3 separate regions of the Pan troglodytes genome follow, and regions 2 and 3 are each linked to region 1. The links are chromatin contacts, called in public HiChIP or PLAC-seq maps. All regions are on one chromosome and are shown on one strand. Each heading gives the region's core, a stretch centred on a gene start, on an enhancer-like site or on the middle of the called end of the contact. The rest is flanking DNA. Distances are from core to core; before and after follow the strand shown. Region 1 holds the start of MRPL28 (mitochondrial ribosomal protein L28). Region 2 holds the start of RHBDF1 (rhomboid 5 homolog 1). Region 3 holds the start of SNRNP25 (small nuclear ribonucleoprotein U11/U12 subunit 25).

The links. HiChIP or PLAC-seq counts read pairs in DNA pulled down with a chosen protein or histone mark.
Region 2: a contact with region 1 is called in an H3K4me3 HiChIP or PLAC-seq map of stem cell-derived excitatory neurons, with 9 times the contacts expected there. The contact joins the promoter of RHBDF1 here to the promoter of MRPL28 in region 1. A contact is called at or near these places in 2 of 7 Hi-C or Micro-C datasets (induced pluripotent stem cells and stem cell-derived neural progenitor cells) and 1 of 1 datasets of contacts at active chromatin or transcription factors (stem cell-derived excitatory neurons).
Region 3: a contact with region 1 is called in an H3K4me3 HiChIP or PLAC-seq map of stem cell-derived excitatory neurons, with 2.3 times the contacts expected there. The contact joins the promoter of SNRNP25 here to the promoter of MRPL28 in region 1. A contact is called at or near these places in 1 of 7 Hi-C or Micro-C datasets (induced pluripotent stem cells) and 1 of 1 datasets of contacts at active chromatin or transcription factors (stem cell-derived excitatory neurons).

The regions. Positions count from the first base shown.
Region 1 is chr18:2,716,886-2,721,113 of NHGRI_mPanTro3-v2.0_pri, forward strand. MRPL28 (mitochondrial ribosomal protein L28) reads right to left here and starts at 1,266. Exons shown (of 6, transcript XM_016929003.3): 1 at 1,160-1,266; 2 at 157-451. The coding sequence starts at 1,245. PGAP6 (post-GPI attachment to proteins 6) reads right to left here. Exons shown (of 15, transcript XM_063796371.1): 14 at 3,278-3,394; 15 at 1,521-2,942. The coding sequence ends at 2,646.
Region 2 is chr18:2,392,100-2,396,044 of NHGRI_mPanTro3-v2.0_pri, forward strand. RHBDF1 (rhomboid 5 homolog 1) reads right to left here and starts at 1,353. Exons shown (of 18, transcript XM_054668081.2): 1 at 1,225-1,353.
Region 3 is chr18:2,372,751-2,377,201 of NHGRI_mPanTro3-v2.0_pri, forward strand. It overlaps SNRNP25 (small nuclear ribonucleoprotein U11/U12 subunit 25), which reads left to right and starts at 1,923. Exons shown (of 5, transcript XM_054668089.2): 1 at 1,923-2,153; 2 at 3,547-3,637; 3 at 3,865-3,970. The coding sequence starts at 2,085. It overlaps POLR3K (RNA polymerase III subunit K), which reads right to left and starts at 1,783. Exons shown (of 3, transcript XM_054668090.2): 1 at 1,573-1,783. The coding sequence starts at 1,683.

The sequences.
Region 1 (4,228 bases), core at 16-2,515:
GTTCTTCACTCAGCGTGCTCCTTTGCCGGAGCTGTGTCTCCTCCAGGCTGTAATCCCCAGGGCCCACCCAGGTCTCTCCAGGTACCCCGGGCGTCTGGCACAGAGCCGGCACAGCCAAGCCCTGAGAGGAGCCCCGAAGCCCGCCTGCCGACCCACCTTGTCGTTGTTGGCGTATATTTGGCCCAGGATCCAGCCCTCGCCGCCCCACAACCCCCGCTGGGATTCGGGGGGAAAGTAGATGGGAATGGGCACGTCCTCCACACGCTCCCGCTGCCCGTTCTTGGGGTTGATCTTGAACTTGGCCCCATGAGGCCTATAGTGCACGGGAGCGGGCGTCCGCTCCTCCTCCAGGGAGCGCAGGTAGTGGCCGGGCAGGCGGGAACAGATGCCCTCCCGCAGCTGCAGCCGCTTCCAGAGCCACACGGGATACTTGTGTAGAGGCATCGCGAGCCTGGCGGGAGGTGGGGGCTCGCAGTCAGTCGCAGCCTGGCCCGGCCCCCGGCTCTCACCCCCTACCCCGGCCCCCGGCTCTCACCCACTACCCCGGCCCCCGGCTCTCACCTCCTACCCCCTACCCTGGCTCTCACCCACTACCCCGGCCCCCGGCTCTCACCCGCTACCCCTGCCCCTGGCTCTCACCTCCTACCCCCACCCCGGCTCTCACCCACTACCCCGGCCCCCGGCTCTCACCCACTACCCCGGCCCCCGGCTCTCACCTCCTACCCCGGCTCTCACCCGCTACCCCTGCCCCCGGCTCTCACCTCCTACCCCCTACCCCGGCTCTCACCCGCTACCCCGGCCCCCGGCTCTCACCTCCTACCCCCTACCCCGGCTCTCACCCCCTACCCCGGCCCCCGGCTCTCACCCACTATCCCGGCCCCCGGCTCTCACCTCCTACCCCCTACCCCGGCTCTCACCCCCTACCCCGGCCCCCGGCTCTCACCCACTACCCCGGCCCCCGGCTCTCACCCGCTACCCCTGCCCCCGGCTCTCACCTCCTACCCCCTACCCTGGCTCTCACCCCCTACCCCGGCCCCCGGGCTCTCACCTCCTACCCCCTACCCCGGCCCCTGGTTCTCACTCCGGCCTGTGTCCCGCACCCACCTGCCCCTCCCCTTCTGCCCCGGCGCCCCCCCACACCCCACCTGCCCGCGCCCACCTTTCAGGGTTCAGAGCCCACCGGAACCGGAAGCCGATCTGCCGCGCCTGGCCCTCCTCCCACCGCTGACTGGCTGTAAAAGCCATCCGTCTACCCCCTCGTCCCGCCCCGCTTCCGTCTTTAGGGACCGTTAAAAACACCCCACAGACAGCAGCAGCAGCTCAAGGCACCGTTGGCTATGTGCGGCCCCGGCGTTTCCGCGAAGGGCGGCACGGGCGGGGCGGTGCTTGTTCTCCCGGGCCCCACTTACCCTACCCGGGAAGGAGCACAGAAAAACTGTAAAAACTCGTTTAGTTTGAAAAATCACTGTAGAATATTAAATTCACCAAACACAGATAAATCAGATCTACATAAAAATGTCTTAATATCTTAGAATTTTCCTTTACTCCAAAAAACCCCATATATACATGTTTCTCCTTTATAAGCTTAGAGATTGCTTTGGTGGTCAAGTGCAGGGCGGCTGGGGGAGGTAAGACCTTCAGGAAGGCCATATCCCGGACAAGACCCAGAAGGGAAGCCCCCAGAGCCAAGGGTAGGAGGGCCCCACCCGGGTCTCAGCCATTCACTTCTCCAGGGCGGATCCGAGACACTCACAGGCCTCAGGGAGGGGCCAGGTGCTGCTCCTGGTCATTGCTTCCCCCACAAGGTTTGCATGAGGAGCAGAGACAGTCCAGTCTCCTGAACACCCACAGGGCACAGAGCCCAGTGCAGGGGGCAGACACCACCGCAGCTCCTGGGACCAAGAGGAAGCTCCCAGAGGGGGGCCCAGGAACGCTGGGGTGGGTGGACAGGGCTGGGTAGGGGTTCCTTCTGGACCAAACCCCCAGAGCAGCAGAGCACCCCAGTCCAAGGAAGCTCTTCTCAGGGACCCAAGGCTCCAGAGCCAGGAAAAAGGGAGGGGCGGGGCGGGAGCCTGCATCCCCAGTGCCCATCAGCTCTGGAGGAAACCTCCGTCTCCCGTCCCTATGGTGACCACAGCAGCAGAGGGGGATCCTCCATGCCCCAGGCAGGCTGGCATCAGGGCCACACAGGGGCCAGGAGCAGGGGTCTCGGAGTCCACAGCTCCCGGCCCCAGTGGTGGGCTCAGGGCTCCTGGGCGCCATGGGTCTCACCACAGCCTCGCCAGGGAACAGGACCATAGAGAGTCCTTCTCCCCATCTCTAGCCACCCACAGGCCAGCAGAGCACACAGCCCCACCCTCGCACAGGCACCTGTGGTCTCCAAGTAACCAAGCCCAGGCCCCAGGGGCCACTGCAGACAGCAGCTGGGATCTGCAGAGGGATCTCAGCGGCGAGCAGGCAGCTGGCGAGGAGAGGTGCGTGTGAGGGAGGGGTGGCCCTCTCCTCAGTAGGAGGAAGTAAGAGGGTGTCTAGGCCAATTTATTCAGCTGGAAATCAATCTGTCCGGGGCTGGACCAGGCGCCTCCCCCGCGATACAGCTCCTGGCTGAAGAGGTCATCAGAGCAGCAGCTGTCCCCAGGCCAGTGTCACGTCACTGCGTACAGTTCCTCCCGATCATTCTTGCAGATCTGATAGTGGCAGGGGAATTTCTGCGAGCAGGCCCAGGGCTCGGCGGGCTGGTCAGGTGGCGGCAGCAGCAAGGCTGCGCTCCCGGCCAGCAGGATGTGCCAGATGCTGTGGGTGTAGTAGTAGTTGTCGCTAGTCATCATGGAGGTGTAGATGGCGATGCCCACAGAGGCCATGGAGACGCCGGGCAGGAGGTAGAAGGCCCAGCGCTGCCACGAGGTGGGGTAGCACTGGCGCCGGTGCCCGCAGCGGTAAGCCTGGAGAAAACAGCCACGCAGGTATCAGTGCAGGTGGGGCCGCGGCTGCAGCTCCCAGGGCCCAGATACAGTGGTTACTGGGGGCCTGCCCAGGTCTGGGCAGCAGAACGACAAGGGTGGGCTGCTTCGAGGGGGCTCAAGGGCACAAGGCCACTGGTCCTCAGGCCCAGGCCTCAGGGACACAGCCATGCTGGGCCTCTGTGGGTGCCATGGCAACCCCCAGCAGATATGGGCATTCACTGATTGGAGCAGGACCAGGAACGTGGCTAGAGCAAGGGGCCAGGCTCTCTTCTCCGAGCACCTGGGCAGCAGTGCCAGCCAGCCCGGCTCCTTACCCACATGGAGGCCATGATCACGAAGGCAAAGAGGCAGGGCCCCAGCATGTTCCACATGCCCCTGCGGTCCAGCTGCAAGGACATGGCGATGACCAGTGTACCCAGAAGAAACAGCACCTGCGCAAGACACAGGGATGACTGCAGGGACGTCTCTGAGGGCTCAAGGCCCAGCAGGAGCACGCGTACCCCACGGCCCCACAGCACCTCTGCCTGCCCCCTCGGAGCTGCTGCCACCCTCAGACCAGCTCTGCCAGCCTCTGACTAGCTCTGCCAGCCGGCAGGGACATGCCCCTCCTTCGGCTTCTGTATTGCATCCACAGGTGAATGTGGCCAGGCAGGCATCTCTGGGGGATTAGACGATGCTCGCACAAACTGGACAGACGCATATGGCCGCTCTGCACCCACACACTCACTAGCCCCCTGTACCACTGGGTTTCTAGAAGTCCCCCATCAGGGTGGCTTCAGTCTCCCACCCACTGTTCCATGGGGAGGGGCTCCCACCCCCCAGTCTCCATCAGACACCTCTGCCCACAGCCTACAGTTCTCTGCCTATCTGCAGGTTCAGGCCCCGCACTCAGCCCTGCAGGACCCTGGTGCTTCCCAGCCTCCCCTCTGCCCTGGCTGTGGGGCTCCCATGGGCACCCCCTTGGGGCAGTACCCAGCCTGCAGTTCCCAGAGCAGATGGGAGGGTAGAGCATGCAGCTCACAAGCCCAGGGCATGAGTCTCCCCTTGCCAGGGCCAGCTGCCACAGAGAGTCCCCAAAGCATCATTGGCCCCAAGGACCCAGGGAGCATGGGTGGGGGCTTCTCGAGGGCAGGGGGCCTGGCCTCCCCTGCCTACCACCTTCCTTCCTGGCATCCTCCAAACAGCTGGCACTGCCCCCTCACAACTGCCTGCGGGGTCTCAGACCCGCATCTCCGTGTGGCATCACAGAACACATGAGGTTTCTT
Region 2 (3,945 bases), core at 103-2,602, 320 kb before region 1:
GCACTCCATTTGCCCCTGCCCCATTCTCAGGAAAAGGGGCCCGGCTTGCCCAGAATGACCCCTGGTGGCAGGGGGCTCCGCCTCAGGGACCCCTTGAGCCCCAGCCAGCTGCTTGGTCCCCAGCTTCTGCCCACCCTTGGGGTGGGGGCTAGGAGGTTGGGGTTAGCTCCACAGGGGTGGGGAGAACCCAGCCTGGGACTGGCCAGGCATCTAGCTGGGTCAAACCTGAAGAGCCAGTTTCATCCTTGAATCTTCTCCCGGTCTCCAACTGGAAGTCCCGTTGGCGGGTGGGAGTTCCCAGGATAGAAGGGCCTCCAGACCTAGGCCCCACCCACCGGGACAGACACACACATTCACCATCTCAAGCGGCACACACAGAAGAAACTCTGGTCAGGACCGCCTGGGTTGGAAGCAGGCCTTGGGGGGCCAGGGAAGATCCCCTGCCCATTCCCCACCCAGCCCCACAAACATGCCCCCAGCATGACAGACAACCAGGCCCTCTGCCAATGCCCTGAGCATCTGGGGTCTGGCTGTCACCCCAGCTGGGAGAAGGCCTGTCCCCGTTGGCCTCTGCGCACAGAGTGAGAGTCTGTCTTCGGGAGTCGCTCCCAGCCCACCCTGGAGCTTCGATGTTTACAGATGGGGGAGTCAGTGTCGTGGGGCAGAAGGCGGAGTCAGTCCCCCACCCCCAGCTCCACGGCTCCTGCTATTCCCATCGGTGAGGGCAGCTGGGACAGGGACCATCCCGCCCAGAGCTGGAGTTTCAACTCGGAGACACCACCCACCGGTCGTGGCCGGGAAGGAAAATGCAGTGGGGGGAGTTTAGAGGGACCTGGGGCACCCCCGGACTCTAGACTCCCGCTCCTGGGACCCTCAGCTGCTGGGCGGGGGCTGGAGCCGAGCTGTCCGGCCCGGCCAGGCCGCTGGGACTGCTAATCCGGCCACGGGCTATTTTTGCGGCGCGCCGGGCTAGGAATCCGGGGCTGGGCCGCCTCCGCGGGCGACTCGGGAAACTCCAGGAAGAAAAGCCCGGCCGCCCCAGCGGGGCCTCGCCGCGATCCCTCCCCAGCCCCGGCCCCAGCCCCGGCCCCGGCCCCGACACGGCCCCGGCCGCTCTGAGCAGCTCCGGCCACGGGGTGCTGAGGACTCGCCCCGCGCTCCGGGGACGCAGCCCCGGAACCCGCCCGCCCCCGGAGCCCTGCGCTCCCGGCCGCGCTCACTCACTGCCGCCGCCGGGGGTCTCTGGGGGGTCCTGAGGGCGCCGGGGAGGAGGGGCTGCCGCCGCTGGCCGGGAGGGCGCCCGCGCCGAGTCCCCGCCCGCCCGCCGGTCCGGCCCGCCCGGGAATGCCAAGGAGCGAGGGGCGTGCGCGCCGGGGGCGGGCCCGGCCGGAGCGGGGCGGTCGCGCTGACTCAGAGCTCAGGAATGCGCGCCGCCCGCCTGCCCGGCCCAAGTCACCTCCTCCCGGAAGGCCGCTGGGCTCCCTGCTCTCCAGTGTCCGCCCGCGGGGACACCTGGGGCTGGGGTCTCCAGCGCCTCGGCCCGACGGAGGACCTGGTGGGAGCGGATGGCAGTATCAGCGCTGGGCGGCTCCGCCTCTCCCTGGCTCCACATTGAGGCTTGACCTGTCCTGCCCTGATTTGTGCTGAGAAGAGGGGTAGTGAGGAGGGAGAGCAGGCACAGGGTAAAGGGTGGAGGATGGGTGTGTATCCCTGGCTCCCCTAAACCCGACCTCCTCCAGAGGCCCACACTGACAAGTCCTGTATCCCACACTCACCCAATCCCACTAAGCACTCACATTCCCTCACACACATTCATGGGCACCGATCACTCACAATCATACACAGGCGTCCCCACATCCTTCCACTTCATGCGTTCATTCGCCTACACATGCACGTGCTCACATGCACCCACCTACTCATGCACATCTTTCATGGGTACATACGCGTGCACACACACACGTGTACACACTGATGCACACACTCAGTTCAGGACCGCAGTCATTACCCCTCCCCCTGCCCTGTGCCCCTACCCCCAGAAGCCCTGCTCCACCAGCAGGCACTCAGGCCAGGCTGCACCGGCCCCACCTGAAGCCACTCAGCAGAGGCAGCGCAGTGTCTGGTGTCCACTCTGGGCTCTTCTCACTGTCTCAGAGCTCAGCGGCCACCCCGGGGTGGGCTCATATCCCTGCACAATCTGGGCTGGACTCAAAATGGCACTCTGCTTTCCGCTGGGGCTGCTGGTGAGAGTTTCCCAGCGTTTCTCTCCTGACACTGGGTGGGCTGACCCTCCCAGGGTCGGGGACAGGGGTGCCAACAGCAGAGTACGGGCAGGGCTGTCCAGGAGCTCTGAGTGGTGGGTGGCCAAGGCTTCCTCTGGATAGAGGGTGCAGGGATCCCTTCGTCCCATGGGTCCCTAAGGACCCCTCTACAGGGTGCCCCCCCAGGCCTCGGACAAATGTGTCTTCAGGCCCTGTGCTGGTCACAAGGTGCTGCTGCTTCAGTGCCATCCTCTGGGTCTGGGTGGCACCAGCCCTCTCCAAACTGAGCTGTTGCACTGAGGGCCCAACGCAGACAATGGCCTGCTCCTTGGCTACACAAGGAGCTAATTTGAACTAAAGGTGCTGGTACACTTACCGGTAGATCCCAGAGCCTGGGCAAGATTCCCCTGCCCATATCCTTGTCCATGCCACGGGATAGGGCGGTGCCTGCACATAGTGGGTGCTCTCTGAACACAGGCAATATCAACACAATTCTCATGTAGAAGGAGACAATGGAAGCTTTGGAGGGAGTGGAGGGTAACTCCACCAGGGGATGACTGCCAGTGCATCACGGACACCGGGTGAGAGGGAGCCTGCCCCGGTGCCAACACTCAGTGCTCCTGTAGCCTGCACGTGCCACCCCTCCCATGCCAGGCTCACAGCCAGAGACAGGACAGTCTCCATGCTTAGCATTATTGACCCTGCCGGGGATAAGCAAGCCCTATCGGGCCTGGATGCCCAGACTAGGCTGGCAGGGCCAGAAGTGGTGTCCTCTCTGGAAAGCTGGGGACTGGGCTTGCCTCCAAAGCATGCCACAGCTGGGCATCTGGTGTCAGCAGGTCTCCTCCTGCAGCGGACTCTGTCAGACCCCACCTAGACCCGCTCCAAGACCCAGACACTCATCGCCAGCTGCCAGGAGCACCAACCACAGCTGGCTCAGAGCTGAAACCCCCCGCACCCAGGAGTCACCTTCAGTGGGGAGCATGCCCCAGTCTGCCTCTGCAGGCAAATCCCCAGCTCAGAGCCTGTGTCCAGGAATCCCCAGGCTCTCAGCCCACCCTGGCCTCCTGAGTGAGGTCATCAGAAGGATGATCAGAGGGGGGTCGACACACGTGTGCTCAGTGTCAGGCCTCTGAGCCCAAGCCTGCACGTATACATCCAGATGAAGCAAGTGAAGAATCACAAAAGAAGTGAAAATGGCCGGTTCCTGCCTTAACTGATGACATTACCTTGTGAAATTCCTTCTCCTGGCTCAGAAGCTCCCCCACCGAGCATCTTGTGACCCCCACTCCTCCCCGCCACAGAACAACCCCCTTTGACTGTAATTTTCCACTGCCTACCCAAACCCTATAAAACGGCCCCACCCCATCTCCCTTCGCTGACTCTCTTTTGGGACTCAGCCCGCCTGCACCCAGGTGAAATAAGCAGCCTTGTTGCTCACACAAAGCCTGCTTGGTGGTCTCTTCACACAGACGCGCATGAAACTCAGGATTGTACCCAGTCCACATAGACAAGTGTGTGCACATATGTGTGCTCTGCCTCCTGCCTGCCCTACTACTCTCTGTCCTGGTGGAGGAGCCCCCTATACGGAAACCCAGCTCCCGGCCCCTCTCTTCCCGTGTCATGCACCCTGGAGAAATGGAAATCAGCTGCAGTTGTCCAGCACTCCCGGGGCTGGTGGGCAGGC
Region 3 (4,451 bases), core at 673-3,172, 340 kb before region 1:
GTTGGCGGGCGCCTGTAGTCCTAGCTACTCAGGAGGCTGAGGCAGGAGAATGGTGTGAACCTGGGAGGCGGAGCTTGCAGTGAGCGTTGTTGGCACCACCGCACTCCAGCCTGGGCGACAGAGCAAGACTCCATCTCAAAAAAAAAAAAGAGTTCACTCTTCCCATAGTTTCAAACTCCAAACTCCCACAACACAGTACAAACTGGAGTAGCATGCAAACATTAAGACTGACGTAGCACCAACATATTCTAACTGCTAAAAAGTAAAGGTATTCTGGCCAGGCGTGGTGGCTCACGCCTGTAATCCCAGCACTTTGGGAGGCCAAGGCAAGCGGATCACCTGAGGTCGGGAGTTCGAGACCAGCCTGGCCAGCGCGGTGAAACCCCGTCTTTACTAAAAATACAAAAATTAGCCGGGGATGGTGGCAGGCGCCTGTAATCCCAGCTACTCGGGAAGCCGAGGCAGAAGAATTGCTTGAACCCGGGAGGCAGAGGTTGCAGTGAGCCGAGATTACGCCATTGCCCTCCAGCCTGGGAAACAGAGCGAGACTCTGTCTCCAAAAAAAAAAAAAAAAAAAAAAAAAAAAAAAGGCCGGGCGCGGTGGCTCACGCCTGTAATCCCAGCACTTTGGGAGGCCGAGGCAGGCGGATCACGAGGTCAGGAGACCGTCCTGGCTAAGACACGGTGAAACCCCGTCTCTACTAAAAATACAAAAAAATCAGCCGGGCGTGGTGGCGGGCGCCTGTAGGCCCAGCTAATTGGGAGGCTGAGGCAGGAGAATGGCGTGAACCCGGGAGGCAGAGCTTGCAGTGAGCCGAGATCGCGCCACTGCACTCCAGCCTGGGCGACAGAGCGGGACTCCGTCTCAAAAAAAAAATTAAATAAATAAATAAAATAAATAAAATAAAGAAAGCACACAATACATTACATAATATATTAGGAGGTAATAAGCCCTATGGAAACAATTACAAAGGGAAGGAGGATAAATTGGAAGGAGGGGCTGAAATTTAAAATACGGTAAAGACAAGACCAATGAGTAAGGTGGCGATCGAGGGCAAGAGCGAACTGAGCAACACCAAGTGCAAAGGCCCTGCTAGCACCATGTGCACGATGAGAGATCGTCCAGGAGGCGGTGTTGATGCGGCAAAGGGCGACAGGAAGCGCATTAGGACTTGAAATCGGAGACGCACGCAGGGGAGGGGGTCAGTGTCGGAACCTGGTAGGCCCTGGGAGAACTCCGGCTTCTCGTCTGCGTGAGCTGGAGAAGAGCCGAAGGTTTCTGCGCACAGCACGGACCTGTGTGCCTCAGCTTTAAGGAAATCACCGTGGCCGCCGCTGTGAACGCAGAGAAGGGCGCAAGCGTGGGAGCAGGAACCCAAGGAGGTGGGAAACGGTGGGGCTTTCTGAGTGTATTGGAAAGTAGAGCCCACAGATCTGCTGCAGACCAGAAAGGGGCGCGAGAAAGAGCGGACAGAGGCAGACGCCGGGGCTGGCGGCGATGGAGCAGCAGTCGGAGGAAGCGGAAGGCCTGCGAGAGTCGCCCGCGGCCCAGCGCCGGCCTTCGGGTCCCACCTTGCGGGTGATGTTGTGCACGTAGGGACACGTGTTGCAGGCGAAGCGGTGGCAGCGTTGTCCCTCCTCCACGATCAGCCCGTTCCCGCAGCCGGGGCAGAACAGCAGCATGGTCTCGAACTCCGCAGGCTCCAACTCCCGGCAGCTCCCACTGCCGCTCAGCGCCGATGCGCCGCCCGCCTCGAGCTCACATTGGTCCTGGCAGCCTTCCCGCCACACCTACCAACCAATAGACAGGGCGATTCCGCGCTCCCAGCACTGCTGCCGGCTGTCTCGCACTTGTCATTGGTCACTGCAGCCGCCCCACCCCCCGGCGCGCCAATGGCTGGGCGGCCTCGCTGGGGCGGGCCGCAGTTCCTGCGCGTGCGCGCTTGGCCTCCCTAGTGCGGGCTGGCAGTGCGGGCAGAGCCCGGCTGAGAGGTGCGGCCCTGGAGGAGACGGAGGCCGCGGGTGGGCCCGAGGCGCAAGAGGAAGATGAGGACGAAGAAGAGGCGCTGCCGCACTCCGAGGCCATGGACGTGTTCCAGGAGGGTCTGGCTATGGTGGTGCAGGACCCGCTGCTCTGCGATCTGCCGATCCAGGTGCGTGCGGGCGGGGGCTGGGGGCGCGGGAGTCGTTCCCCGGGGGGCCGGGCATCCGGGCGCCGGCAGCCTCCGAAGGTGCTGGTGGGAGGCTGCGGCCCAAGGCTGGGGAAGGCGCCTCAGGGCGTAAACGAGGGTTTTAACCTTGGCCGGGCGCACTCGCCTGGGGCGCGAAGCTTAAAGAGGAACCAAAAACCTCATTAGTGAGTGACATTAAATGACATTTTAATGTAATTGTATTTAGGGGGCTCGGGGGACAGGGTCTTGCTGTGTTGCCCAGGCTGGAGTGCAGTTTTGTCCTCCTACCTCAGCCTCCCGAGTAATTGGGACCCCAGGTGCGCGCTACCACACCCGGCTAATTTTTAAATTTTTTGTACAGAGGGAGTCTCACTATGTTGCCCAGGCTGATCTGAAACTCCTGGGCTCAGGCGATCCTCCTGCCTCGGCCTCCCAAAATGCTGGGATTATAGGTGTGAGCCACCCCCCGGCCTGTAATACCTTTAAAAGTCAAAGTTGATGCAAAAAAAGAGCCTACAGTAAACGAAAAAGCTTAGTTTTAAATAAGAGCAAGATTAGTAGTACTGATTGTTCCATTTGCCTCAAGCGTCAATCATGTGTCAAAGCGTCAGTATCATGCTTTGGGACGATACTGTCTTTTTATTTATTTATTTGAGACTGAGTCTTGATCTGTTTCCAGGCTGGAGTGTAGTGGTGCGATCTCGACTCACTGCAACCTCCCCCTCCCGGGTTCACTACAGGCACGCGCCACAACGCCCGGCTAATTTTTTGTATTTTAGTAGAGACGGGGTTTCACCATGTTGGGCCAGGATGGTCTTGATCTCCTGACCTCATGATCCGCCTGCCTCGGCCTCCCAAAGTGCTGGGATTACAGGCGTGAGCCACCACGCCCGGCCAATTTTAAATGTTTTATATTTTGCTCATCATGGATATTTTAATTGCCTTGTATTTCTTAAATGTTGTATTAAAATATTTATTGTTATTACCGTTTTTTGCTGCCCCGGTAAATTTTGCACACCTGCCTTACTCAGTCCCGAGCCCTGGCCTGGGTCCTGATGATCAGGGATATACTCAGGGTGAACTGACAGGCCCCTACCCACCCCTGGGGGCAGGTCCTCATGTGAGTTTATTCTCTTGCCTGTTTCTTAGCACCTCTTTCCCCCAGAGACTCTGTCCACTATGGACATTAAAATGTGAGTGGAGCATGAGATTGGGGCTCTGATGAATTGGGAAACCGTAACATACAGGCAACCACCCTTCCTTGCCCTTCGTAAAATGGAGCACCACTTTTTGGCCACTATCGGCTTGTTCTTTGTTGTTGCTCAAGGTGGTAAGGAGAGCCAGGTTTCCCACTTCTGCCCTTGCTCTTTTGTAGGTTACTTTGGAAGAAGTCAACTCCCAAATAGCCCTAGAATACGGCCAGGCAATGACGGTCCGAGTGTGCAAGATGGATGGAGAAGTAATGCGTAAGTGCTGCCCTCCTCCCTTCAGGTTATGTGGTCCAGGCTTTCACAGCAGGAAGATGTAACAGTGCTGGTCAGCCTGCTCAGAAACTCACAGGCCATGCCCAGGGGTACTGGGACAACCACAAACCTGCCCTGTGCACAGAGGTGTTGGTTCCTTTCCTGCCATCGGAGGCTGTGGCTTTGGGTTCTCACCATGGATCTTCTCCCATCTGTGTCCGTGGTTGCAGCCGTGGTTGTAGTGCAGAGTGCCACAGTCCTGGACCTGAAGAAGGCCATCCAGAGATACGTGCAGCTCAAGCAGGAGCGTGAAGGGGGCATTCAGCACATCAGCTGGTAAGTGGAACAACATTCCCTTCATTATAGCCCTTCCTGGGGCTAGTGCCCTTCTTGGCACTGTCACCAGGCACCACCTGGAAACAGCTCTCAGCTCTGCATGAGTACAGCACCACTGAAGTGATGAGCTCCCTGTCACAAGAGTGATGAGCTCCCTGTCACAGACAGTGCGGGTCGTTCTGTGCCTGGGACTCCTGCCTCGGCCATCCCCAACATTCTGCTCTTCCATCGGCATCACCCCATCCGAGCTGCTGGGTATCTTCACTTGGGGACACTGTCGGGAATTTCCAGTGTGTCTGGAAGTGGCCTCCCTAGTTATGGATGGTACACCTGTAGGGGCTCCCATCCCCTTGTCACCTGGGTGCTGTCAGCCCTCACTCTCCTATTGGATCAACTGTCCTGTTCACTGAGTCTCAACACTGTCGCCTGTTGCATTAGCAAGGTTTGTTTGGCCAAGCCGCCCCAGACAGCCCTCTGAGAA